Linked DNA regions of Sus scrofa: region 1 is linked to region 2. A link is a contact called in public HiChIP or PLAC-seq data. All regions are on one chromosome and are shown on one strand. The core of a region is the stretch at or near the end of the contact, and the rest is flanking DNA. Distances in the headings are between cores, read along the strand shown. Region 1 overlaps LOC102165506 (a long non-coding RNA gene). Region 2 overlaps FGGY (FGGY carbohydrate kinase domain-containing protein).

Region 1 (6,283 bases), core at 150-2,649, 400 kb after region 2:
TCTCGAGCAGATGTTGCCAGATCACAGCAACACTCAACTTGTCCACTGAGTTCCGAAGGGAAGGTGACACTAACCTTGTTTTCAACACCAGTTTATCTCATTAAATCTTCACAACTACTCTGTGAGGCAGGTGTTAGGATCCCCATTTTACAGAGAGGGAAACAGAGGCAGAGCAAGCTTACTATCTTGGCCAATGACATATCTAATTCCAAAGCTCCATGCTCTGTCTAGCAAGTATAATGGAAGAAGGAGCATAATGAACGCTCTGTGAGACAGGAGGAGACTCAGAAAAGGGGCGATGACTGAGAGGATCAGGGGGGCTCCATAGAGGAGTAAAGTGGAACAGAGCCTTGAAAATGGAGGGTCTTTATGGGACAAGGAAGAGCATAGACGGAGGCCACAGGAATACAGTCTCAGAGGTGGAAAATCTTGGGATATGACATTTAATCCACCTGGCCTGGGACATCTTTGCAGCAATTAAAAGTGAGGAAAGGTTAGATTATGGGGGTACCTTGACTGTCACGCAGGGGGGTTGGACCAAGAAGCACTGGGGAATCCTGGACAGAGTTTAATAGTGACTAGTCTTAATCCTGCACCCCAGAGACATATTCCTTCCCTCCTTTCCTTCTTCTGCCTCTTCCTCCCTCTGTTGTTGAGTTCTCTTACCATAGACGGGCTTTAGGGTGAGGGTTGAGGGAGGTAGCCTGAGATAGGAGAAAATCCCTAGGCTTTAGTGATTGATCACCCCTGGAGCAAACAGATTTGAGAATTATTCATGGAGAGGAGGGCCTTTGGCCTGAGACAGGAAAGACAGATGAGGTGTCAGCACTCAAGAGATGTGGGTAAAGGGCATCCCAACCCCAGGTGGAGAAGCCAGTGTAAACAAAGACGGGGCAGGAATTTAGCAGGGACATTTGGGGAAGAGGGACTAATTTACTCTTCCTAAAACGGAAATGTGAGTGGGAGGGAGGTGTGAAGGGGATATAAGGCAGGGATGGTTTGGGCAAGTGTCAAGCTAAGGAGCTCTTATCTAGTCTGAGGCACAGAGGGAGGCGAGGAAGGACTGGGAAGAAGGGAGTGATGCTGATGTCCTCGATAACAGTCTGCAGGATGGATGGAGGAGAGGCAAGGAGAGACCAGAGACAGATACCAAATAGAAAATTGGCCCAGCATTTCATCTGAGATGTGATGGGTGTATGAACTAGGATGGCGGCCCTGGGAACGTTGAGTTCTTTCTAGCTTGAGGATCAGGAATAGTGTCTCCTGGTCATAAACAGGACACATTCTTGTCATAATCATCATTGTCATTTTTGTTGTTGTTGCCCTCTTCCTCCCCTCCCCTCCCCTCCCCCCCTTCCCCTCTCCTCCTCCTCACCTCTTCCTCTTCCCCCCTCCTCCTTCTTCCTCCTATTCTCTTTGTCTTCCTCTTTCCTCCTTTTCTATGATTATTTACATCTTAATAATCCTACCAGACTTGCTTTCACAATCATTTTTTCATGTGGTTGTTTTTGGATTTTGACCTTTTTCAACTCTGTGAGAATTAGAATTGGATTCTGCCAGGAGTAAGAGAAACCCCCACATGGTAAAGCTTCTTTCTCTCTCTGGTCATGGTCACGTGGGCAGCACAGGGCTCGGGTAGCCACTCCCTGGTAAGCCGCTGTCTTACTGCTCTGCCATCCTCATGGCTTCCACCTCGTGATGCAGGGGGGTTGCGCAGGCTTGAATCATTAGATCCATTTGTCAGGCCAGAGAGTGGCACAAGAGGACACTTCCTGGAATTTGCCCACTCCAGTTCTATTTACTTCTTTTTTTTTCATATTTTTATTTTTATTTTATTTTTTTCTGCTTTTAAGGGCCGCACCCTTGCCATATGGAGGTTCTCAGGCTAGGGGTCGAATCGGAACTGTAGATGCAGGCTTATGCCACAGCCACAGCAATGTGGGATCCGAGCCACATCTGAGACCTACACCACAGCTCACAGCAACGCCAGATCCTTAACCCACTAAGGCCAGGGATCGAACCTGCATCCTCATGGATGCTATCAGATTCGTTAACCACTGAGCCAGGGCAGGAAGTCCTAAATTTTTTAAATTATAGTTGATTTACAATGTTCTGTTAATTTCTGCTATACAGCAAAGTGACCCAGTTTCATACATATATTCTTTTTCTCATATTATCTTCTATCATGTTCCATCACAAATGATTGGATCTAGTTCCCCAGGCTATACAGTAGGACCCCATTGCTTATCCACTACAAATGCAATAGTTTGCATCTACTAGCCCCAAATTCCTGATCTATCCAACTCCCACCCCCTCCCCCTTGGCAGTTCTGTTTACTTCCGATTAACTAGGCCTTGGCCACACTGCCAGATTTAGAGCTGGAGATACTGGGCAATGAAGGTTTTATTCTGGGTCACCATTTGCTGGAGTTGAGACCTATTCATGTGGCCAGGAGAGAGCTGCTCCCTGAGGGCCCATTCTGAGGCCCATGCAGAGAAAATCCATTGTGTCTCCTGTAACACTGGGCCCCAGCAAACGTGTCCTCACCACTGACTGAGTGGGTCTGTGCTGGATAATGGGGGGAGCAGGTAGTACTGAGCATGGTATCTGCCCTGCAGAGCCTGGCATTTTCACACACTGTGGGATCTCTGAGCTGGGAGGCATCTCAGGAGTGGCCTTCTCCAGTCTTCTCTTCTCCTCCATCCTAGATGCATCATCTTCAAGTCCTGCTTACTCCCCTCCAGACTGGGGGCTCCATCTGAGGCCCCTGACTCCACAAAGCACAGTGCTCCCTTCTCACACTGAATAATATTTGCCTCCCACTAACTTTGACCCAACAGCTCCGACTTGGTTAGGGAGCAGGTCTTCCTTATTCCTCATGCTACAGAAGAGTCCATTTGCTATGTGAAGACACTTTCATGGCTGTTTGTCCATCTGTTTGTCCTCCGCTTTCCCACCCATTTTCCTCTTTTCTAGAGCACATGCACCGTGTGGTGAAGCTGACACGCTTGGGTGTCTCCAGACCTGGCTCTGACACTCCCACGGAATAGCTGTATGACCTGGAGCAACTGATTCACACTTTCTGAGCCTTCCTTTCTCCATTGTAAAATGAGGCTGATGTTTCCCACCTCACGAGGTTATTGGGAGGCTTAAGCGAGCTAATGAATGCAAAGTGCGGGGCCTGACACCAAATATAGCAGTTATTATCATTGCTAACATCTTTATGATTAAAAGAATAAAACATCTCTGGCTTTCTTCCTTCTTAGGTAAATTGTACTGAGATATTAGGTAATAAAGTGAGAGAAACTTTTAGCCCTTTACCACTTTGGGAGGAATTAGCATAAAAATACCACTACAGTTGTGACCAGGAGCCACAATATTTGCCCCCTTGACCAGTTTCTCTGGGTTGCTCTTACTGTCCATAGAAAACTGCTTCCTGCAATTGCTAGTTGGCTGTCTCCATTTGCCCACTGCCTCCTGGGACGCTCCATCTGTTGCGATGGGCTTTGTTGTTGTTGTTAGCAGAAGCAGATTGAACCCAAATACACAAACATATTGGAGGCCACAAAGATCGTGTCTAAGTTGTGAGGGAAAAGGAGGGGTGGGAAAGCCTGGTGTCTGATTCCCACCTTAGGCCAACTGGCTGGGCGTCCGGGGATAAGTCACAGTGCCTCTCTGGACCTCTGGTTTTTGAGACCCTGCTCAGCATCCTGTGATGGGAGGAAGGAGGTGCCTTGCCCTGAATTCCCCTGGAATCCCTTTCTCCCCACCTAGGGCTGGTGCAGGTGGAAGCAGCATCTGGGTGGAGGCTGGGTGATGCCCAGGCAGCCCTGTGTGGTCTGTGAGCCAAGCAGAGCCCGCCTGCTCCCAGGGTGTGATTGTTCTTGTGATTTGGCAACACTCGGCAAACGTGTCCCATCAAGACTGAGCTAAAAATAGGTCCTGTGCCATGGGGCCCAGGAAAATCAGCAGCCTGGCACATACGGGATTGGCCAACTAGGCAGCAGTAAACAGCCACCACCATCCCAGGGATCCAGGGACCAAAGAGAAGAGATCTGGTTCATTTTTCCTCTTGTATCCTCTTTCCCCACCCTCCTCCTGCACCCTACCCACCTTAGAACCACTGCCTTCCTCTGCCTTTCCTCTGTCCACATCTCCCCTGCTTCTGGGTAAACTGACATTTGCAGAGGGGCTGAAGGTGGGTGTGATATACTGGAAAGAGCTGGTGTGTAGACATCAGTGGACTTGGGTTCAAAATCCTGACTTTGCTGTCTTCTGGCTGTTGAACCCCGAGTGACCCCTTGGAGTCTCAGTTGCTTCTGTAATAGAGTGGTGCTCAGTATACCTATTTCTAGGAATTGTTATGAATCCTGAAAGCAGCAAGTGGCTAGAGCAGCGGTTCAAGAAACGTATCATGCATCTGAATCACCTGGGTTGGTGGAGAGCTTGTTAAGAATGAGATAGCTGGGCCCCGGCTCCCAGTTTTCTGATTCAGTGGGTCTAGTTAGGCCTGCATTCCTGCAAGTTACCAGGTGATCCTTACGCTGCTCTTCCAGGGATCACCACCAGGTCAGGAGTTAAGTATATGAGGTCCTGAGACAGACCACGATGGGTTTGCCTTCTGGCCCTGCCACCTCCAGGAGAGAGGGACTTTGGGCCATTCCTAAATCTTATCTGAAAAGTGGGGGTGATAATCATTCTGACTTTACAGTGTTGATGTAAGGAATTAAGGGAGTTAATGCATATAAAGCACTTAAAATAGAGTCTGGAGAACAGCAAGCATGGAGTAAACATTAGCTTTTATTAGTGTCACGGAGTCTACACAGAATAGGAGTTCAATACGCGTTCTCTGCACCACCCCTTTCCTCCCTTCCTCCCTCCTTCCCCCCTTCCCCTCTCCCCTCCCTCCCTTCCTCCCTCTCCCTCTGTTCACCCTTCTCCCCCTCCCTCCCTCCCCCTCCCCCCTCTTTCTTCCTCCCTCCCCCCAACCCTGCGGTCTTTGTTGGCTGCACTCAATATCTCAGTTTCTACACTGCCCCTCCCAGGATGGATTTGTTCTGGGCACCACCTCTTTGGGTAGAAGGGCAAGCTTACGCGGGGCGGATTTGGGGCACAGATTGAATGTCAAAACCTAGAAATCACCCAAGAACCTGAAGCCCCCGGACTGGAGTGGGATTACCCAAGGGGGTGCAGTCCAGAGGGGTAGAAGGAAACAGAGACCCAGGTTTCCTGACTTTCCAGCCAGGACACAGTCCAGGACATCCTGACATGTCCCCAGAGGCAGCGCCAGCCACCCCCACGTGTGCTTGGGGAACACCCAGCTCCCCACCTCCGACTTGTGCACCGATGCTGGGCATTTGGGTTGTTTCCCTTTTGACTGTGTGTGATTGAAGATGACATGGCTATAAACATCTAACATCTGAGTATAAATGACTGTTTTCTTTTGGATTTTTTTTCTCCCTTGGGTTAATGTCCTCAGAGTGGAATTCCTGGGTCCAAAATCATAGCCAGTGTTGTAGCTAGAAGAAAACTAGTCTTTGCAACGCTTCCAGGGGAAGAAACGTTTTATTTCCCAGAAACCATTAGATGGCTTAGGATGCTGGAGTGTGAAGCAAGTTAGGGAGCTGGAAGGAGAGCCCAGGGCTGAATCTTCGAGTCAGCAGAGGGAGGTGGCTCTGGCTGAGAGCAAGGAGTTCGGCACTGGGAGTGTGATGGCTGGCAACCACTGGCAGCTTCTCTGAGAAATGGTGTTTAGACTTGTGCTTCACAAACATTAATGGGCATTAGCATTCTTGCAGGGTCTTGTTAATATGCAGAATCTGATTCAGTAGGCCTGGGGTGGGGCCCAAGAGTCTGCATTTCTAATAAGCATCAGGTGATGCTAATTTGGCTGATCCATGGAGCATGCTTTGAGCAGCCAAAGTTCAGGTTACCCTGCCTTTACTCATGCTATTCCCCTGTCTAACCCACCATTCCCACTATTTTCCAGACATAGCTCGAGACTTACTCCGGACTGGCCTCACCAGCCTGGATTAGTTACCTTGTACCTACATTTGTCACAGCCCTGATCAGGCTGTACTAAACTGTCCATCCCCTACTCTTCCTGGGCATGGACTAGTCTGATTCATCACTATTCCCAGCACCTAGGAGAATACCTATCATGATATTAGACTAATTATTGTTACTAGGTAAGCGAATGGGTAAATGTATGAATGACTGGATGGGTGCTACATTAATAACTGACTGTGAGGGGAGTGGAGTAGGAAGTAATGAGTTAGGAAAA
Region 2 (6,881 bases), core at 1,520-4,019:
GGCAGAATGACCCCTCAGTTTTCAAAGTGGTGAGTCACAAGGCTGGTACGCTTTTAACTCTCTATGCTAAATTCAGCCCAGGAACCTGTATAGGTCAATAGCTTAACACAATCCTTAGCTTTCCCTAGACCTGAGCATAGGATTCAAAGATTCTCCATGTTTTCTGTTTCTTGAACATTTAAAAAAAAAACTATGGATAACTCAGTCAACACAGGCATGGGTGAAGCTATACGATGGTAAAACCAGGAGACCTAGAGTCAGACAGACCTTCAAGTTTCTCCTCCCACCCCACCACACATACCTGAGCCAAGATGAATATCATTCTGGCCTTTATATGGGGGTGGTAAGAATGTGCACCCATAGTTGTTGTTCATATCAAGTGTTATCTACGCAAACACTTAGGTAGTTCCCAGTTCATGGTAAGGGCACCACATCAGAAGAGCTCCTTATTGCTCTTTTTTCTTTTTTTGTCCTTTTGCTATTTCTTGGGCTGCTCCCGCAGCATATGAAGGTTCCCAGGCTAGGGGTCCAATCGGAGCTGCAGCCACAGGCCCACGCCAGAGCCACAGCAACACAGGATCCATCCGAGCTGTGTCTGCAACCTACACCACAGCTCACGGCAACGCCGGATCGTCAACCCACTGAGCAAGGGCAGGGACCGAACCCGCAACCTCATGGTTCCTAGTCAGATTCGTTAACCACTGCGCCATGACGGGAACTCCCTGCTCTGCTTTTGAAATAAAATTTTTAAAATTCATTCTTCCAGTTTCCTTGAACACAATTTTGTTCTTTCTAGATTATATACAGGTAACTGCGATAAACTTGAGTGTTGACCATCACTCCTACATCTTCGAAGATGCTACTGGAGAAGTTCATTAGGATCATGTGGGGATTGTATACAAGGCAGATGTTTAGGGCCCAGTCAAATCTACTGATCAGAACCTGTCATAGTGGTGGTTGTGGGGACCCAGTAACCCACATTTTAAATAACTCCTTGGTTGACTATGCATATTCAAATTTGAAAACCACTATAATAAGTAAATAAGGACAGAAATAGATATAAAAACAAACAAAAGAAAAATGCACATCATATGGTAGTTCTATATTTAGTTTTCTGAGGAACCTCCATACTGTTTTCCACAGTGGTTGTACCAATTTACATTCCTACCTAAAATTATATCCCTCTCCTGGGCATATATCTGAAAAAAAACTTTCATTCAAAAAGATACATATACCCCCATGTTCACTGTAGCATTATTCACAATAGCCAAGACATGGAAACAAATCTAAATGTACACTGACAGATGAACAGATAGGAAGATGTGGTACATATATACAATGGAATACTACTCAGCAATAAAAAATAATGGTATCTGCAACAACTGCAACTAGAGATTCTCATACTAAGTGAGGTCAGAAAGAAAAAGACAAATACCATATGATATCACTTATATGTGGAATCTAAAACATGGGCACAAATGAACCTATCTACAAAAAAAAAGACTCAGATATAGAGAACAGACTTGTGGTTGCCAAGGGGTTGGGAGAGGGAGTGGGATGGACTGGGAGTTTGGGGTTAGTAGATGCAAACTATTACATTTAGAATGGATCATGGATAAGCAATGGGGTCCTACTGTATAGCACAGGGAACTATATCCAGTATCAGGAGATAGACCATGATAGAAGATAATATGAGAAAAAAAATGACTGGGTCACTATGCTATACAACAGAAATTGACTCAACACTGTAAATCAACTATATCCTAAAAAAAACTTAATTAATAAAAAAATCCTATGTCATTCTATGTTCAAAATAAAATACTCATTTTTTAGATGATCTATATTATGATTTCAATCTACTATGGATAACTGGAAATAATGTAAATAATCTATTTTCTCATGTTGTCTCTCTTTATATTTTCCATTTGCAGTTTCTAGCAAACAGTACTTTCTAGTTCTAGTCAAAATGGGAACAGAAGAAAGTTTAGTGGGAAAATCTGACACTGTCATCGATAAAATGAAGATGGAATATTCAGAGGGATGGGCACAGAAATACTAGAAGGCTCTGGAAGAATATTCAGCAGCTCAGACTGTAGTGAGCCTGGGCAGACTTTGTACACTCTCTACTTCGATTTGAAGAAAGAGAAGAGATAATGGGATGAAGAGACAGGAGCAGAGGCAAAAATCCTCTCACTAAGACAGTGGCCAAGATCAGAGTGGGTATGAGACCCTGAAAAGCAGCATCCTCCAGCCTCAGGCCTGGTGCTGAGATACAGAAGTCGGAGATGGAGAAATGTACTTTCCCATCTAGCTATGCTTCTGCAGTTTGAGTAACAAACATTACAAAGGTGGAGTGCAAAGCCCTGGCAGCAAGTGAGCTATGTCTGAATTTCCAGGGCCTGGGAAAACAAATATCTGCTCCATTCCATTGAAGTGAACTTTTGTTCTAAGATAAAATGAGGTTTTTTTTTTTGTTTTTTTTTTTTTTTTACTGCTTTATCTGTTCCTTTGCAGTATCACCCATTGGTATGACAAATCCTAGCTGCTTGCCCAAAGGCAAATTCTTCAGGTAGAACACTTGACAGTTTTCACACGACAGTCAGTGCCAAGGAAGCTATTTGAATGATAGGTTGATTTTCAGCATCCAATTTCCTCAACTTAGAATTCAAGGCTTTTTACATTTGAGCTTCTGACCTGGAAGAGCTGACACTTGTTGATTGCTCACACAGGTCAGGAAATGGCGCCAGTACAGTACAACCACCAGAGGAGGCGCTGTTGTCATCCCCATTTACAGAAGGGAAATCTGAGACAGCAGTTAAGTAACTTGCTCCTAACAAGTGGCAAAGCTGGGAGTTCAGAATCCACACATGGTACACAGCTCTGATTTCCTGGCCCTCTCTCACTGTTTCCTCATACTTGCACAACAAGTTTGCCATACTGAAAAGACCCATGATGGAGTCAGGCTTTTCCACACTCTTTTCACTTTCCATTCCCGCCTCCTGAAATGCTTGTCCCATTTGCACCTCCTACGTGATGCTTCCCTCACTTGTCCTGGCAGAGCTGGTTGATCCATTCCGTGTGCTCTTGTGACACTTCCCTCACATCTGGGAAAGGCAGTGTGAAGGTTACAATGGGATTTTTCTGATGACAGGTCTGCCTTCTCCACCAGCTGCTAAGCTCCTCCAGAGAAAAGACTGGATCATCTTCAGCCTGGCAGCCCCCATGCCCTACATGGCATCTGAGGCCAAGTATGGGTCTAACACATATTTGCTAATTGAATTATCTGCTACCTTGCTTCTTATACCATAAAATGTTCCCTCTCTTCATTGAGGTCAGTTTCCTCAAATGTCACCACTCTGGATTAAACTTTCCAGAACTCTCTGTACTGGCACTCTCTCACTCCTGGCACTCTCTACTGCTTTACACAGACCTGTTCTTAATAACACTTAGCAGTACCTGATAAACACATAATGATGCATATACAAATACACACATGTACACATATGCCCACACATGCACAAACACACATATCCAAATGTGCATATACATATGCACACACACATATGTATACTGGTATACATACATGTACACAAACACATATGCACAAGCATTCAGCCGTACATGCACATTGCTGAGCATGCCAATAGAGGCACATCTGTGCACACATATGCACAAACACACACATATACACATGCACAGACAGATGTGCACATAAACATATATGTGGATACACAAGCACACATGTGCATGCATACTCTGTATGCATGCATACTGTGTATATAAAAATATTCATGAGTATGTTTCTATGGGAGGTTATGGACACTCCCAACAAGAAGGAAGCTTCATAGGAGCAGGAACTTGTCTCTATTCACCACTATGTCCAAACATCTACAACAATGCCTGGCACATAAAAGGAAAATATCACGTATTTTTTAAAATAAAAGAATGACTTCGCCTTGAACACTTCTATCATTCATAATACACATTCGTTTAGATCCCATCAATCATAGCTAAATATACACGGCACTGCCAGACACTAAAGAGCTTTACAGAATGTCGCTCATTTATTCTTCAAACAACTCTATGAGGTGCGTGCAAGTACTATACCCATTTCAGAGAGGAAAAAAACTGAGGCATGAAGTATCAAGCAACTTCCCAAGGTCACAGAGACAGCAGATGGAACTAGGATTGGTGTTCAAACCAGGATTTGAACTCCTATGTTGTATTACCTCAAGACTTTTCATTTTCCTTGTGTTCAGAAGCCAGATTCTGACATCAGAATCATAGTACAGAGCATGATAAAGATTAGCGTTATGGAAGGTGGGGTGGAGGAGGTGCTACTCTCAGGTATAACTAGTGACCAGTACCATTTTTCTATATTCCAGACATTTTTTATTTTTAGTCTCTCTAGATAGTTATCCTGGCCACAAGATGGTAGGAGGCAATCTTCAAGATTCCCAGTGTAGGGAAATAAATTCTTTTTTCTGTTTGCCCTTTATGATGACTCATATGAATGCTTAGTTAAGAGAAAGTTGAAAACAAGGAAATTAACCAGGCCCGTGGAGAGATGATAAGGAAGCAGCCGGCAGTTCAGATGTGAGGCCGCCGCCAAGAAGCGATAACTGGAGATGTGCATTTTCCCACCAACAGCTGCTGATGTACAAGCCCCAAAGTAAACATTAGTGCTCAGGGATATTATATGGATGTGAAGCACCATGTGTTGAGTTTCTGTGCCATGAAAAACAGTGGATCTTTGGGGTAAGCCTACTCTTGCAGCCAGTGACGCAAGTGCAATCTTGACATCGGGCCCCCAAACAAAACACGTTTCCAGCAGTCTTCTACCTTTTGAACTTGGAGCGCTGAAGTGCTCCTAACAGGTGGCTGGCAGTAGTAGAACCAGGAGCTGGGTTATCCCGGTGTTTTTGTTTTTGTTCCCAAGTTCAGCAAAAGAAGACAAAAGCTCATCTTTTCAGTCACATACGAATCCATGAGAGAATAAGGGGAAACTTCCGATTATGAATTCCCTCTGGATACCAGATAAGGTTCTGAAGCGGATGAGCTGGTCAGAGATTTGCTTGAAGTCAGGGTCTCTGGGCATAGGAATCTATACTAAGTCTAGACATTCTGCTCTGTTCAGGAGGAAAAACTTTCCCCTATTGGATGCAAAGTCTTCATGAAGTAGATGTGAAGTCGTGGGGAGAAAGAGATCAGCCTTGGATCCAATCCTGCCTTATCCCCTCTGCTTGGGCAAATCCCTCTGCCTACTGTAGTGTCCACTCGCTCAACCATTAATAGAGGTAAAAATACCAGGATGGTGGTTTGAAAAGAGCAAGTCACTCCACACCTGACTTTAATAACATCAACATTCAATTCAACATTAATCAACAAAAGTAATCAACAAAATTATTATCCACTTTAGGATTACTGATCTTTCCACCATGCAGTCAAAAATCAGCCAGCCTGGTCTAATAAGCCTCGTCTTATTCCCCGTGACTGGGAGAACCCCAGACACCGGTGCTGTCCTTAAGTATTTTTTTTTTAAATAAATTCACTTCTTCACACTGGGCCTCAACTCTCTCATCCATAAAATGGATCTAAAAACACACCTACCCAGAAGAATGTTAACTAGAAGCTCTATCTTCCGTTTTGGATATAGATATATGTTTGTGTAGTTACAGGCTAATGTATGAAAAGGCACAGACATATATAGACATACATTAATATATTAGCAGGACAAGTAGGAGAAAGCGCATAGACTCTGGAGTCAGAAAGACATAGACCTAGACTCCAACTTCATTATTTATTGAAATGTCATACTCAAATCTGCCCTTCCCCCATCCCTGCTCTGCCCCTCATCAAGGCTCCCGCAGCTGTTCTGCTATCAGGCAGCAGTGTTTCTCATTAAACCAAACCTCAACCTAAAACAGTAACCTTCACATCACACTAACAAACTCCCTCCCCTTCTAAGTCACATCCAGGAACTCCCGGAGTCGTCCTTGCCTCTATCGGCTTGGGCACTGACACCACTTTTCTCCTTCCAGATTCCTCGGCAAGACTGTATCTGTCTTCTAATCCCCCTCCTTCTCTTACAGACCGTCTGCATCTTTGGACACCTCCTCTTTCATGTTGGGTACGCTCCCTGCCCCCAGCTCTTAGTCCGAGTCTGCGCCTGGCTCCTTCTCAGCACAGCTCACCCAGTTGGTCTACTTGAGCACTGCATATTACTTCCACTTCTGACCTTTGTGCCCAGTGCCAACACATCCTGCAGGACATCTCCACTGGGCACCAAGTGGCACCTTCCATCCTATAACCAGCTTCCTAGCCCCAGACATTCAGACTCAGGATCCTTGGGAGGTAGGGCCTAGGAATTATATATTTTTAAATGCTCCCCTATTTGGATTTAGCAATCCTTATTTTGGATCTTTCAAAACACGCTCTTAACTCTCAGATCCACAGAGGACTGACCCTCTGGGTTCTAAGCTGAATGATGGGGCTAGTGAACACAATTCGGTGGGAAACCTGTGATAGGTGAAAGTGTGGCAGAAACAGAGGAGGGAGTGATTCCTGGTTTCTAAGAACAGTGGTGAAGTCTGGAGAAGAGTCCACCGCAGAAGTAAAACTTAACCTGACTGCTGACTTGAGTAGGAGTGTGTGGGTGGGGAGCGGGGAGGGGGAGCAGCACTTTGCAGGAGCAAAGGCAGAGAGGCTAGTGTACTGAAGAGCTGAAAGGAGGACAAATGGTTGGGTGTCAAATGGTTGGGTGTTAGATGCTGCGTAAGACAGAAGGGGCAGGAAGATTCGCATACTCCCTACTCTGCGGTCTCCACTTGATTTTCTTATCTCACAGGTATTTTAATGAGGAGTTGATTTCACAAAGTATA

The links. HiChIP or PLAC-seq counts read pairs in DNA pulled down with a chosen protein or histone mark.
Region 1: a contact with region 2 is called in an H3K27ac HiChIP or PLAC-seq map of alveolar macrophages. The contact joins two enhancer-like sites. A contact is called at or near these places in 2 of 2 datasets of contacts at active chromatin or transcription factors (alveolar macrophages and skeletal muscle).

What each region holds. Positions count from the first base shown.
Region 1 is chr6:153,373,007-153,379,289 of Sscrofa11.1, forward strand. The region is part of intron 3 of LOC102165506 (a long non-coding RNA gene); the gene reads left to right. Among named protein-coding and RNA genes, the nearest start is that of FGGY, 160 kb to the left of the region's middle. Within about 2 kb of position 1,400, at least 1 of the 83 cell types and tissues checked has an H3K27ac peak or open chromatin away from gene starts, as enhancers often do. A contact at or near this core is called in alveolar macrophages, where this site is marked.
Region 2 is chr6:152,974,137-152,981,017 of Sscrofa11.1, forward strand. All of the region lies in intron 7 of FGGY (FGGY carbohydrate kinase domain-containing protein), which reads right to left. Among named protein-coding and RNA genes, the nearest start is that of FGGY, 240 kb to the right of the region's middle. Within about 2 kb of position 2,770, at least 10 of the 83 cell types and tissues checked have an H3K27ac peak or open chromatin away from gene starts, as enhancers often do. A contact at or near this core is called in alveolar macrophages, where this site is marked.